4 separate regions of the Mus musculus genome follow, and regions 1, 2 and 4 are each linked to region 3. A link is a contact called in public HiCAR-type and promoter capture Hi-C data. All regions are on one chromosome and are shown on one strand. The core of a region is the stretch at or near the end of the contact, and the rest is flanking DNA. Distances in the headings are between cores, read along the strand shown. Region 1 holds the start of Miga1 (mitoguardin 1). Region 2 holds the start of Fubp1 (far upstream element (FUSE) binding protein 1). Region 3 holds the start of St6galnac3 (ST6 (alpha-N-acetyl-neuraminyl-2,3-beta-galactosyl-1,3)-N-acetylgalactosaminide alpha-2,6-sialyltransferase 3). Region 4 holds the start of Nexn (nexilin).

Region 1 (2,700 bases), core at 170-2,669, 1.4 Mb after region 3:
TATATATATATACATATATATATATGTACATATACATATATTTCTAGAAAACAGTAACAAAACACACACATACACACAACACCAGAGCAAAATCTCCTTTTCAGAAATTCTTGAGATTGTGTCAGAACTCTAAGCATATCCCACCGAGTCCTAAGTCACCTCCCCACCTCATTCAGGAACCAAGGTCCTCTTTGGTTGGCCTTTGCTGGGGAGGCGACTCCAGGACACTGTCAGCTGGGGCCAGCAACTGATGCAGGTGTTTAAACAGGCGTGATGGCTGCTTTGATGAGAGACGATGTATTTTACATGTTTGTAAGTGTGCAGGTAGCCTTCAAAGCCATCAGAGAACATTCCATCCTCATGGAACCAGAGTTCTGGACTGTTGTGAGCTGCCTGCTGTGGATAGTGGGAATCTTGTACAAGAGAGATGAGCGCTTTTAACTGAGCCAGATCCTTAATGTTTGATTTTTTCTTTTTTTTTTTTTTTTGTTTTGTTTGCTTTTGGAGATAGGATTTTTGTGTGTAGCCTCGGCTATCAGAGTTAGCCTCAGACTCACAGAGATCCGCCCATCTCTGCCTTCTGAGGGCTTAAGGTATGCACCACCACACAGCTCTGATGGTTGATTTTTAACCCTCAATCTAGAATACTTCATTCTTAACTTCATTGCTAGTCTTAGGTTGCTAAATTTAGTGGAAGATTAAAAATAAAAGAATTAAAATAATAATAATGCATCATTTATATATGGTCCATTCATCCTGCCTGTTACCCTCACTTACTTGAGGGCTGAGGGGCTGTGATAGAACTTGCTTGGTTGCTTGGTGGAGGAATTAATTAAACAGCCTCATATGCTCAGCATAAACTCTACCAAGGACCTACATTTCCAGCCCAGAAATTCTTAATTTGGGATCCACGATGGGTTTCTGGGCCTCAAAATGGTGTGCATGTGCGTCTGTGCACCTGTGTGCGGTGTGTGTTTGTAATGTTTACTTTAATAAATAATGTTTGTTTGTTTGTTTGTTTGTTTTGGTTTTTCGAGACGGGGCTTCTCTGTAGCCCTGGCTGTCCTGGAACTCACTTTGTAGACCGGACTGGCCTTGAACTCAGAAATCCGCCTGCCTCTGCCTCCCGAGTGCTGGGATTAAAGGCGTGTGCCACCACGCCTTAGCTCTGGCCATTTTTTATAGGAAAAACCTCCATCGTTTTAGTCAGATTCTCTGAACGGTCCTATAGTCCTAAGAAGTTACCAACTCCTCTGACAAGGTTTATTTATATAAAGGGCTGCCATTCTCCACTGAGCAGCAGGCTAAGCCAGAGCCCACTGCCCTGAACAAACATGGCGGGAGCGGCCTCGCACGTAGCCCCTCACGCAGTCCGCCCGCGGCCCCTCCACTTTCCTTACCTTTGCGTCGTGACCCCGGAAGAACTCCGCCTCCCGCAGCCAGAGGCTGCTAGGTGCGGGCTGCGGCTGGGAGACCGAGGAGGCTCAGGTGCTGGCGGGCGCGGGGCAGAGCGGGCGACGGGCCGGGGACCACACCGCTCGGAGCGCGGGGCCCGCAGAGCGGAGAGAACGGCGGTGAGCGGGGACGGGGACAGCGCGGGCGGCGGGGACCTTAGCAGCTGCCTGGGTGCTGATGACGCCCGTCACGGGGCGGCTGCGGAGAAGCCGTGGCCCGCTCACCAGAATTCTTGAGCACCTGCTCTTTTGGGAGCCGCCCAGACATCTTGTTTTTAGAATGATTGTTTTTATTCGGCCAGCGTCTCACCCTGCAACCCAACAGACTGCGTGTCTGGAACTCACTTCAGAGACCACGCGGGGGCTCCCGCTGGTGGTAATCCTCCTGCCTCAGCCTCCCTAGTGATGGGATTATAGGCGTGACCACTAGCCATCTTGGTTTTACACAGAGCTCACAGGCGATTATTGTTACCAGGTTATTGTCAGTAACGACTACTTATTCCATTGAAATATCTCCTCAGATAACAAGAGGAGTTGTTGCATGCGTGGTCTTAGCACGGGGCAGGTGGAGGCAGAAGGATCAGAGATTCAGGGTCGTTCTCGGTTACCTAGTGATTCCAGGCCTGCCTGGCCAGCATGGAACCCCTCGAGTGTGTGTGTGTGTGTGTGTGTGTGTGTGTACAGCCTCAGAGTTTTAAGTTGTGTATATTCGCACTTCGTGTCATATAGGCTCAGTAGCAGTTCACTTCTTGCTCTTAGAGTCAGAGTTGTAGAATAGAATTTCAGGATGTTAAAAATGAAAACTCCGGTGATTGACACTTTTAATAAACCAGTGCTTGGTGCATGCAAAGAGTGAGGTCATTTGCAGTGATGTTTTATGGTTTCTTTTACAAATTTGAATAGTCATAAAACTGCTTCCATGTTTATTTTCATTATACTTCTGTAAGAAACCGGAACGCCTACTGTGGAAGTTTGTCAGCTAGTGACGATCATGTTTAGATTCAGTTTCCTTGGTGATTTTCAGTAAGAAGAAACGAGGTATCTAGAATTCAAAAGTAAAGGTTTGTCCGGATTCTTTGAGCAAAGTGCTGTGCCAAGCTCAAATAAGCACTTCGTCACTGGTATTTTTTATTTTATTCCTTTAAATATATGAGTGTTTTGCTTGCATGCCCATGCACCAGGTACGACAGTCCGTGGAGTCCAGAGGAGGGTGTGGAATTCCTTGGAACTGGAGTTATAAATGGCT
Region 2 (2,700 bases), core at 141-2,640, 1.5 Mb after region 3:
CAACCACATTGCTCATGGAATCCCTCTGTATGAATAAATATATTTTTTCAGTATCTATGCACTAGATAAGTGTGCTTGCTGTATTATGGTAGACTTGATAAACCTTGATTGAGTCGGTAATCTTTCGGTCCTGAAGGAAGTTTCCAGTATAGTCAAAGCTGGCTTTAAAAACCTGCTCATGTCTAGCAACTACAACAGAGCCATAAGGGTTTATTTTACCTTACAGGCAAATTCCATAACATACTTTTTTTTTTGAGACAGGTCCCTCTTGGCCGTTTTGACTGGCCTCAAACTCAAGAGACCTGCCAGGCTCTGTCTCTCGAGTGCTGGGACTAAAGTCGAGCACCACCCCACCCGGCAAGGCAACATTATACATTTTTAAGCTACAAAGAAGTCGGGGGCGGGGGCTACTTGAAGACATTGACGTTCAGGTTATTGGGGGGGGGGTGTCAAATGCAAGGACTCTTATCTATCCAACCCTTTTCATCTGGGAAAATGGTTGCCATTCGAGGCAACAGTACGTCCCTACGTAGCACAAAGAGGTTGGAGGCTTCGACTTGGGAAGAGAGAGGCAGATTCAAACTCAAGGCTGGGGAAGAAAGGGCCCGGGGCCATTTGGAGCTGGGGAAAGGATTGGTGGATCGCACGCAGATCCCGCCCCGGGGAGAGCCTCGCTGGTGAACGCCGCGGGGAACGTTAGGCTAATTACGGCGAGGGTGGAGAGCTCGGCGGCGCGGGAAGCGGCGGGGACCGCTAGCCAGGCAGCCGGCCCTCCCTGGCTTGCCCTCGCCGTGACCTGAGCGCCCAGAACCTTCCACGCGCCTGGGTCGGGCGGAACCGGAGCCGAGGGAGCCGGGGCAGGCAGGGCGCACGGGGCGGCGAGGCCGCGCGCGCGGGGCGGAAGTGGAGGCCACGCTCGGGGAGAGCGCGTGGGAGGGGGGGGCGCTTCAGACCACGACAACGGGCTCGGCCTCGAGCCGCTGGGACCCCTCGTGAGAAGACGCCATCTCCTCGGGCGGCAGCCGCGAGTGCGAGCAGGGCCGGACCTGCCCCGCCGGCGGCTCTCGGGGGTCGGGGAGGGGAAGCCGCCGCGCGGTCGGTCCACGCTTACCTGCCGCGCTCTCTGCAGGGCATCTTTGAAAGCGTCGTTAACGACTCCGCCGCCGCCGCCGCCAGCCGAGCCAGACGACGGCGGAGGCACTGTGGAGTAGTCGGCCATACCCACGCTACAGCACACGCTGCCGTTTCCTCGCGGAGGGAGGCGCCGCTCTCGGTTAACTGCTAAGAAAGGAAGAAGATGGCGGCCGTCGAGGCTCTATCACATTCTTGCACGACCATCGTGCCGTAAAGGGGCGGAGACTGGCAGACGGAAATCCCGCGATGTTTCAGCGCTGACGCGCGATTGGCGGGGGGTGAAGAGGGGGTGGAGGGTACAGAGAAGGGACGCCGGGCGAAGAATATCGCGAGACTTGACCGGGCTCCCACGAGAGTAGGGTCTCTCTGGGCGCCTCCTCGCAGCGCGAGTGCGGGCCATTGTTCCCTCGCCTCGGCGGCTGAGGCAGTGGCGCCCGGGAAGTGTGCCGCCCGCGCTTGTAGGGGACTTGGAAAGGCCGTCGCGGATCAGGGAGCTAGCTAGTGTCCTTCCGTGTTTCCGTAGTAAGGGGCCTGACGTCGTCGGGCGGGGACGTCACGCAACAGTGTCGCGCGGCCGCACAGCCCGAGGGCCGCGCGCACGGGGCGTGCGGGGCGTCCGCGGCGACGCTGCGGAACCGTCTGCGGCCCGGCGGCGGGAGCCCACCATGCTCCGGGGCGCCGAGCTGCCTCTGCCCATGTCTCCACCCGGGCCGGTCACAAGCGGGGAGGAACTCAGACCACCGGGCCCTTAGTTCTCGAGCCGATTGCCTACTGAGTCTCTTATGTAAAATAGTGTGGGCGAGCGGATGGTGAAAGTATGACCGCCCTTTGTCCTTTAAAAACGTGAGTGTTGCACATCCAGTATGTAGACACCTAGCGTTGCGTGTCTTTGGCCAGTCTTACCATGTGCCCCTTATGTCACGAACGTGTCATGCTCCTGACACAAACCGGCTTTACTGCGTTTTCCCCACCCCCCCCCCCGCGCCCCTGCGGGTAGTCAGATCAATGTCATGGTCTGAATTTTCATTTCTGGACTAGTTGGCTTTGCAGGCAGTTTCTAATATTTGTCATATATGCCAATAACCACGTTTCTCCAGACCATTCCTGAGCGTGTCTTAGCCATGCTAGCCTAATGCTGGCAATTACTACGGTGAATGAGGGTTCTTGGGCCTTTATTCTGTTTATACTTAGTATGCCACAATGATCCCTGCTCTCAGTTTAGCTAAGAAAAAGGCAAAATGGACTGTCTAATGTATGACGTTTCCCCCCTCTCAGTCTAAGAAGCATTTTTCTTAACACCAATCTTAGAATGAGAGAAATATGTTCCCTTGGCTTTCCGATAGCCGGAAACTATGTGTCCAGTACCCACTATCAGTTACTAAGTCAGGTGCTGGCAGATACAAACAGCATGATTTTCTTAAAACCAGCTCTGTCTTAGCCATTTGATAGCTCAGTTTGACCTGTTTAACCTGTTCATGGATGTCTAGGAATGTCCGTGGATTTAGAAAAACAGTAAAGGTATTGGGCTACAGATTTAATCATAGCAATATGTAGGAAAACTAGCTA
Region 3 (2,700 bases), core at 171-2,670:
GTCTAGTTTGTGTCAAGTTGACATGAAACTAGCCAGTACACCTGCTAAGACCATTTATTAAAGCTGCAGTTTGAAGTATGCGATCTTTACCAAACCATACTTATAAAATACATGTGCCTTGAAGGCAGAGGGAGGGGTGGGAGGAAGTGGCAACAGAGAAGAGTTTAGTCACCCTGGAGACAGACAGAGCTTGCCTGGGAACAGGCAGTTTGAATAGGACTCTAGTCTTTTCAGTATCTTCCCTGTGATTTCTCCTGTTGAATGTCCTGAGCAATTCCTGTCTGTTGGTGTGGGAGCCATCTCATGACCCTCGGTCACTCTCAGATCACATGCTTTCCCTGATGCTGTGCAGGCCAGCTAATCTGCGAGGGAGATGACTTTAAGGTAGATGTTTTGGGGAGTAATTTAAAGACTTGTGTGACTTCTAGACAGCAGGAATTTGTGTATCTACAGACCTTTCCTCTCTCTGGGCATAACCTCTTCTTGTAGAAATGATTGTTCTCTTAGCAGGTCTGGTTTGGGACACACAGAGTCCATTAAGGACCCAGAGAGGACCAGGTTCCAGTTTGCCCATGTCACCTCTTGGGTAAATCTGCACTGCTCTTTAACACAGGACAGTTCATGGTGGAGGTCAGGACCTTCCTAGATGTCCAGACTTAAGAGGAAAAGCTAATATGTAACTTGGTTGTTGAAATTTTAACTGAGTTCTCTAAATTCCAAGATAGTAGTAGTGAGTAGCAAAGTCCTGTGCATCATACTCTGTACATAGGTGTACACACATGAACATTATCTTTATACATTGTGTACATAAGCATTTTACGAACTTGCAACAGAATACAACAGTCACAGCTGCATATGTTTATGTGCCCATATGCTACACATGCTGTGCACAATGTCACATTGTGTGAAGATTGTGGCTTCTTTTTTGAAGACCAAGAGTGTTCAATCTTTCAGCATCTCTAGTTGTTTGTGTTTTCAGGTTGACAGACGATCAATCATAACAAGAGACGCACACCACAGAATTCTGCAGTGCCCAAGGGCTAGCCCTGGGCACTTCCAGCTGCTTTCGAAGAATCCTGTGATGGGCCCCATGCCTGCATCGGAATGGTGCCAAACAAAGCTAACTTTTTGGAAAGTGGCACATCTGTGGGTTCTCTGATGGGCGAGTGCAGCTGGAAGGGCCACCTTCTGTCCTCAGGTTAAGCAGATCTGGGTCTGCTGCAAGCCGGGCTTTACATACCTCCATCTGCAGAAGGGTTTGGAAAAAAAGGTGAAGTAGTAGCAGCGGTGGAGTAGCAAGCAGTTGCGGGCTGCACGGAGGGCACGTGACTAGGGGCGGGGCCTCGTGTGGCGCCAGCCAGTGGCGGGGCTCGGGGGTGGGGCCTGAGCGCGCAGCTCCCGCGGCCCGGCTCGCTCTGCGGGAATGTGGGCTGGAGTGGTCCAGCTGCGGGGCCGAGGTGCAGCGAGCCACAGGGTCGATCCATAGCGCCATGGCCTGCATCCTCAAGGTAACAGCTCGGCGGTGGGCCGCATGCGAGCTCCGCCTGCTGGGTGCGCCGAGGCGTGGAGCCCGCCGCGGTCCCGCCGCATCCTCAGCCCGCCCGTCTCTTCCTGGCGTCGGCTTCCTTTTTGTTCCTTTGGCCAAGGCATCTGGGTGGGAGACTATGTAATGTGCGTTGGGCACAGACTCCTTGCCTGCACTGCTGCCGGCTGGCTCCTGTCTGGAAGGAGCTGGGCAGGGAGCGCGCGGCGGCGTGCCGAATGATGGGTATAGCAGGCGGAGCAGAGGGTGCTCCGAGACTTGGGTCAGGGCAGCCCGCGGCCTGTGGGGGGCCATGGGCTGAAAAGGAGTGGCCCAGCATGGGTGAGGGGCACAGCGTTTGAGAGGAGGAGGAGAGGGTGCAGAGAGCCCGCAGCCTTTGCTCCCGGGAACACATAAACTTCTAGGTCTACAGGTAGCCCTGTAGGGATGAGTTTTCTGGGGAACTAGCTCCAGGTGCCGGGACTTAAGTTGGAAAAGTTCATTAGATGGACATAGGTAGAATGTTGGACTTCCTTAGGCTCACATGTGAACAGACAGTATCTACCCAGAGTCCAGCCCTATTTTGCTGAGTTCTTTCAAGCCTTGGTACATTCCATGTTCTTAGTGACTCCTTAGCCACAGGCTTGAAGGCTTTGCGTGGACCTACTTGGTGAGGACCTTTTCTGGGAAGACTTGTTTCCAACTCACCGAGAAAGTTCACTCCCTAGCCTGTTCTGGTTTTTCCTCGCTGTCCTTATTCAGTTGCCCAGTCTGACTCCGTGGATCCAAACTTGAGCAGCATGAAGGTTTCCCATCCCGGAGAGAAAACTAAGGTGTTCGGTTTCCAGCCCCGAGAAGGTGCTGTGTGACCAAGGGCCACACAGAACAGTCTTGTGTGTCGTAGCACTTAATATAGTCTTGGGCTGCTGTTGAAGTTGTACCAGTCATCCTTCCCTCTCATGAAGCGAGGCAGCAGACCCTTATTGTGACTTTCCTGAGCTTGCCGTTTGTTTTGGAACACTTTCCACGCCTTTTCTTTTCTTTTTTTTTCCCCAAGGGTGGCAAAGTTAGGAGGAAATAATCCATTGGTATCACAGAATGCAACTTGAACTCACAGGAACTGGAACTAGGTCACCACATCGTCTCTATTTATTTGTGTCATTTGCTAAAAGGAAATC
Region 4 (2,700 bases), core at 54-2,553, 1.5 Mb after region 3:
AAGTGGGCCTAGTGAGGAGCTACCCTCAGAAGGGTAATTAGCTCTCATGGGTCTCCAAATAGTTTTTTTTTTTTAATCAGAATAAAGATACAATTATAAGTGCACGGTGAGGAAAAGACTCCTCGAGCCTTGCAGTAGACATGGAGAGCGCTGGGAGGGGCTTCCGGGAGAGGAGCGGTTCAAACGGAGGGGTCCTGTAGGGAGCTTGTATGGGGCTGTGGACATTCCCATGAACGGAACAGGTGAAGGCACCGAATCGTGGAAGGGACGAGCCGGCCTCCAGACCTCCTATTGACATTTACCTCCTGGTGATAGTGAGGGCTGGGATGGCAAACCACTATATTCAAGAGCAATAACATCACCTGAGCTTTGGTCTGTCTGCTGATGGAATCAGAAGTGGTTTCCTTTGTCCCTGGGTCACCTACCTCGGTGCCTCTCATTTTTCTTTTCTTTGGGGATTTCCGAGAGATGGCCTATTGAAGCCCGGGCTGTCCTCAGACTCTCTATAGTGAAGACTAGCTTTGGAACTCTGCTCGTGCCGTCCCCTCCTAAGTGCTGGGGCCCCCCTCTCTGTCCCCCGCCCCCCACCCCGCACTGGCTAACTTGTTTCACTAATGCTGTTTTTGTTGTGTGGCTCTGGGAGGTGACCCCGGGGCCTTGTTTTGTGACACAAACATGCTCCTCATAGAGCTATGGCTCCTCGGTTTGGTTGGTTGCTGTTGATGGAGTGAAGCGGGGCCTCTCTTTATCCAAAGAGGCCTCAGCTGGGCTTGCCTCTCACACTCCAGTGTAGTTTTCCTGGCAGGCTTGTGCCTAACACTCACGTCGTGCTTTTAGATGATGTGAGAGCGCAGATTTGTATTGCCTTCAGCTAAGGAAAGGTGAGCCGTTGAGTTAAGAGCAGGCTCTTATCCCGTTCCCTTGAGCGTCTTTTCCAGTCACCTCTCCTCGAGGTTAAAGAGGAGCGGCAGACAGACTCAGCGTTTTCACACTGTCGCCCCATTCCTTCCGAAGGAAAGGGGAAGCTGGCCAGAAGTCAGGGAGTTTTATGGGCTACTAGGGCAGGTAGAGAATCTGAGGGAAGCGGGCCGGCAGGTTGCCAGGAGGCAGCCTGCGGTGGCAGCCAGCGCCCCTCTTCTTTCTGGGTGACTCTCCACCCTCTGCTGCGCGGCGGTGGGGGTGGGGACTGGCCTGGTCCGGGAACAGCTGCAGCGGGCGCTGGGCCCGTCTGGAATGCGGGAGCCGCTGCACCAGGACTTTTATGGAAACTTGCTGCTGGCGCGCGGCGGCCAGCGGGCTCGGGCGGCGGGAGCGGCGGGGGCAGCGCGCAGAGCCCGACACGCAGCGCGGAGCGGGAGGAGCGGCGCCCGGGCGGCGGCAGGCGGGTAGGAGGGCTGGGCTGGGCTGGGCTGGGCGGACGCGGCGGGGCTCCGGGCCCTCCTGGTGGCCTGCGCTCGGCCAGACCATCCTGGGCTGCGGGGGTTGGGGGTCCCTCGCCGGGCCGGGCGCTTCTGCTCCACCTGCATCTGGGCGGCTGAGTTTGGGGGAGAGTGTTTCCATGAGCCGAATGTGTGTACGCTCTCCGCCGGGGACCCCTAGGGTCCGAGCGGGCGAGTTCACTGTGGCACCCAACACGTGCCCACTGCGGACTCCGCCAGCTGTGGCTGAGATTTTAAAGAAATTGCGGATGGGTCCGTGGAAGCGGGGAAATTAAGGATTTATTAGGCTGCCATGCCCGGCCTCCAAATTGTTCCCCAGTGCCAAGACAGGGATACACTTGGAGGTTGAGCAGCTAGCTCTAAAAGTCAGAGTAAAGGCATCATATGTGAGATGTTCAAGAGTAATATATACATATATGTTTATATACACATATACATAACACATACATACAGGTCTCTCTCTTTGTGTGTGTGTCTGAATGAAGAAGGAGCAAATTGAGAGATTAGGTGATTGCTCAGTGGCTTGAGATAAGCGTTTTATTTTTAAGGCCACAATGTGGACAAGGAGTTGAGCATAGATAACGTGGTAAAAATAGCACATGGCATGCCCTCACAAAGTGACTACCCTTGGAAAAAGACAGACAGGCAGAGAAAAGAAGCCCCACGAAGAAATCACCTTTCTGACCGGGGCGTCATTCATCAACCAACTTTTGTATAGGAGCCGCGCGGCCCATTGCACGAGTCTCAGAAGTATGTTCCCGGTATTGTGAAACGAAGTTTTTAGACTGTCTTGGTCACACGATAGTGTGTGAACTACATAAAATTTCCCCCAATATTATTCATTTATATGTTGAACTGCCACTGTAAGAAAATCCAAATTGCATGTTTTTGTTTTTTTGTTTTGTTTGTTTTGCGTTTGGGTGTGTTTGTATGGGGAAAGTGCATAATTAACTGAAGGAAAGTCTTTTGTTTGTGCGTGGGGGCGGAGGTGGTAATATAAACAGATTTCATGCTGTGTAGTTGGTGCCTGCTAGGCAAGCTCTCTTGCTTCTAAGTTCTTTCCTTATCTATTTTACTAGGTTTTCCAGGCGAGCCTTGAACTCGGTAGTGCCGGCAGGCAGGACTGTGACCGTCCCAGCCTCCAGCGCAGTTGGAATTACAGGCCAGCACCCTGAGGCCCAGCTCAGCACTGTCCTTTGCCTGGTGCTTCTGAGGGCTCGTTTAAGGAAAGCCGTGTACAATTTTGTATTTTACCTGCAGC

Evidence for each region. Promoter capture Hi-C pulls out the DNA fragments that hold promoters and counts their contacts. HiCAR-type assays count read pairs that join an accessible place to other places.
Region 1: a promoter capture Hi-C map of embryonic stem cells shows a contact between it and region 3, with 4 times the contacts expected there. The contact joins the promoter of Miga1 here to the promoter of St6galnac3 in region 3. A contact is called at or near these places in 5 of 39 promoter capture datasets (the C10 cell line, cranial neural crest, embryonic stem cells and 2 more) and 1 of 115 datasets of contacts at active chromatin or transcription factors (astrocytes).
Region 2: a contact with region 3 is called in a promoter capture Hi-C map of pre-B cells. The contact joins the promoter of Fubp1 here to the promoter of St6galnac3 in region 3. A contact is called at or near these places in 1 of 39 promoter capture datasets (pre-B cells) and 2 of 115 datasets of contacts at active chromatin or transcription factors (astrocytes and embryonic forebrain).
Region 4: a contact with region 3 is called in a HiCAR-type map of astrocytes, with 4 times the contacts expected there. The contact joins the promoter of Nexn here to the promoter of St6galnac3 in region 3. A contact is called at or near these places in 4 of 39 promoter capture datasets (cranial neural crest, embryonic stem cells, hippocampal neurons and 1 more) and 1 of 115 datasets of contacts at active chromatin or transcription factors (astrocytes).

The regions. Positions count from the first base shown.
Region 1 is chr3:152,339,126-152,341,825 of GRCm38.p6, reverse strand. It overlaps Miga1 (mitoguardin 1), which reads left to right and starts at 1,419. Exons shown (of 16, transcript NM_174868.4): 1 at 1,419-1,574.
Region 2 is chr3:152,209,112-152,211,811 of GRCm38.p6, reverse strand. It overlaps Fubp1 (far upstream element (FUSE) binding protein 1), which reads right to left and starts at 1,390. Exons shown (of 20, transcript NM_057172.4): 1 at 1,112-1,390. The coding sequence starts at 1,219. It also overlaps a transcript of Dnajb4 not described here.
Region 3 is chr3:153,723,853-153,726,552 of GRCm38.p6, reverse strand. St6galnac3 (ST6 (alpha-N-acetyl-neuraminyl-2,3-beta-galactosyl-1,3)-N-acetylgalactosaminide alpha-2,6-sialyltransferase 3) reads left to right here and starts at 1,420. Exons shown (of 5, transcript NM_011372.2): 1 at 1,420-1,508. The coding sequence starts at 1,491.
Region 4 is chr3:152,264,398-152,267,097 of GRCm38.p6, reverse strand. Nexn (nexilin) reads left to right here and starts at 1,303. Exons shown (of 14, transcript NM_001357206.1): 1 at 1,303-1,385. Gm31999 (a long non-coding RNA gene) reads right to left here and starts at 578. Exons shown (of 2, transcript XR_376257.1): 1 at 426-578; 2 at 60-337.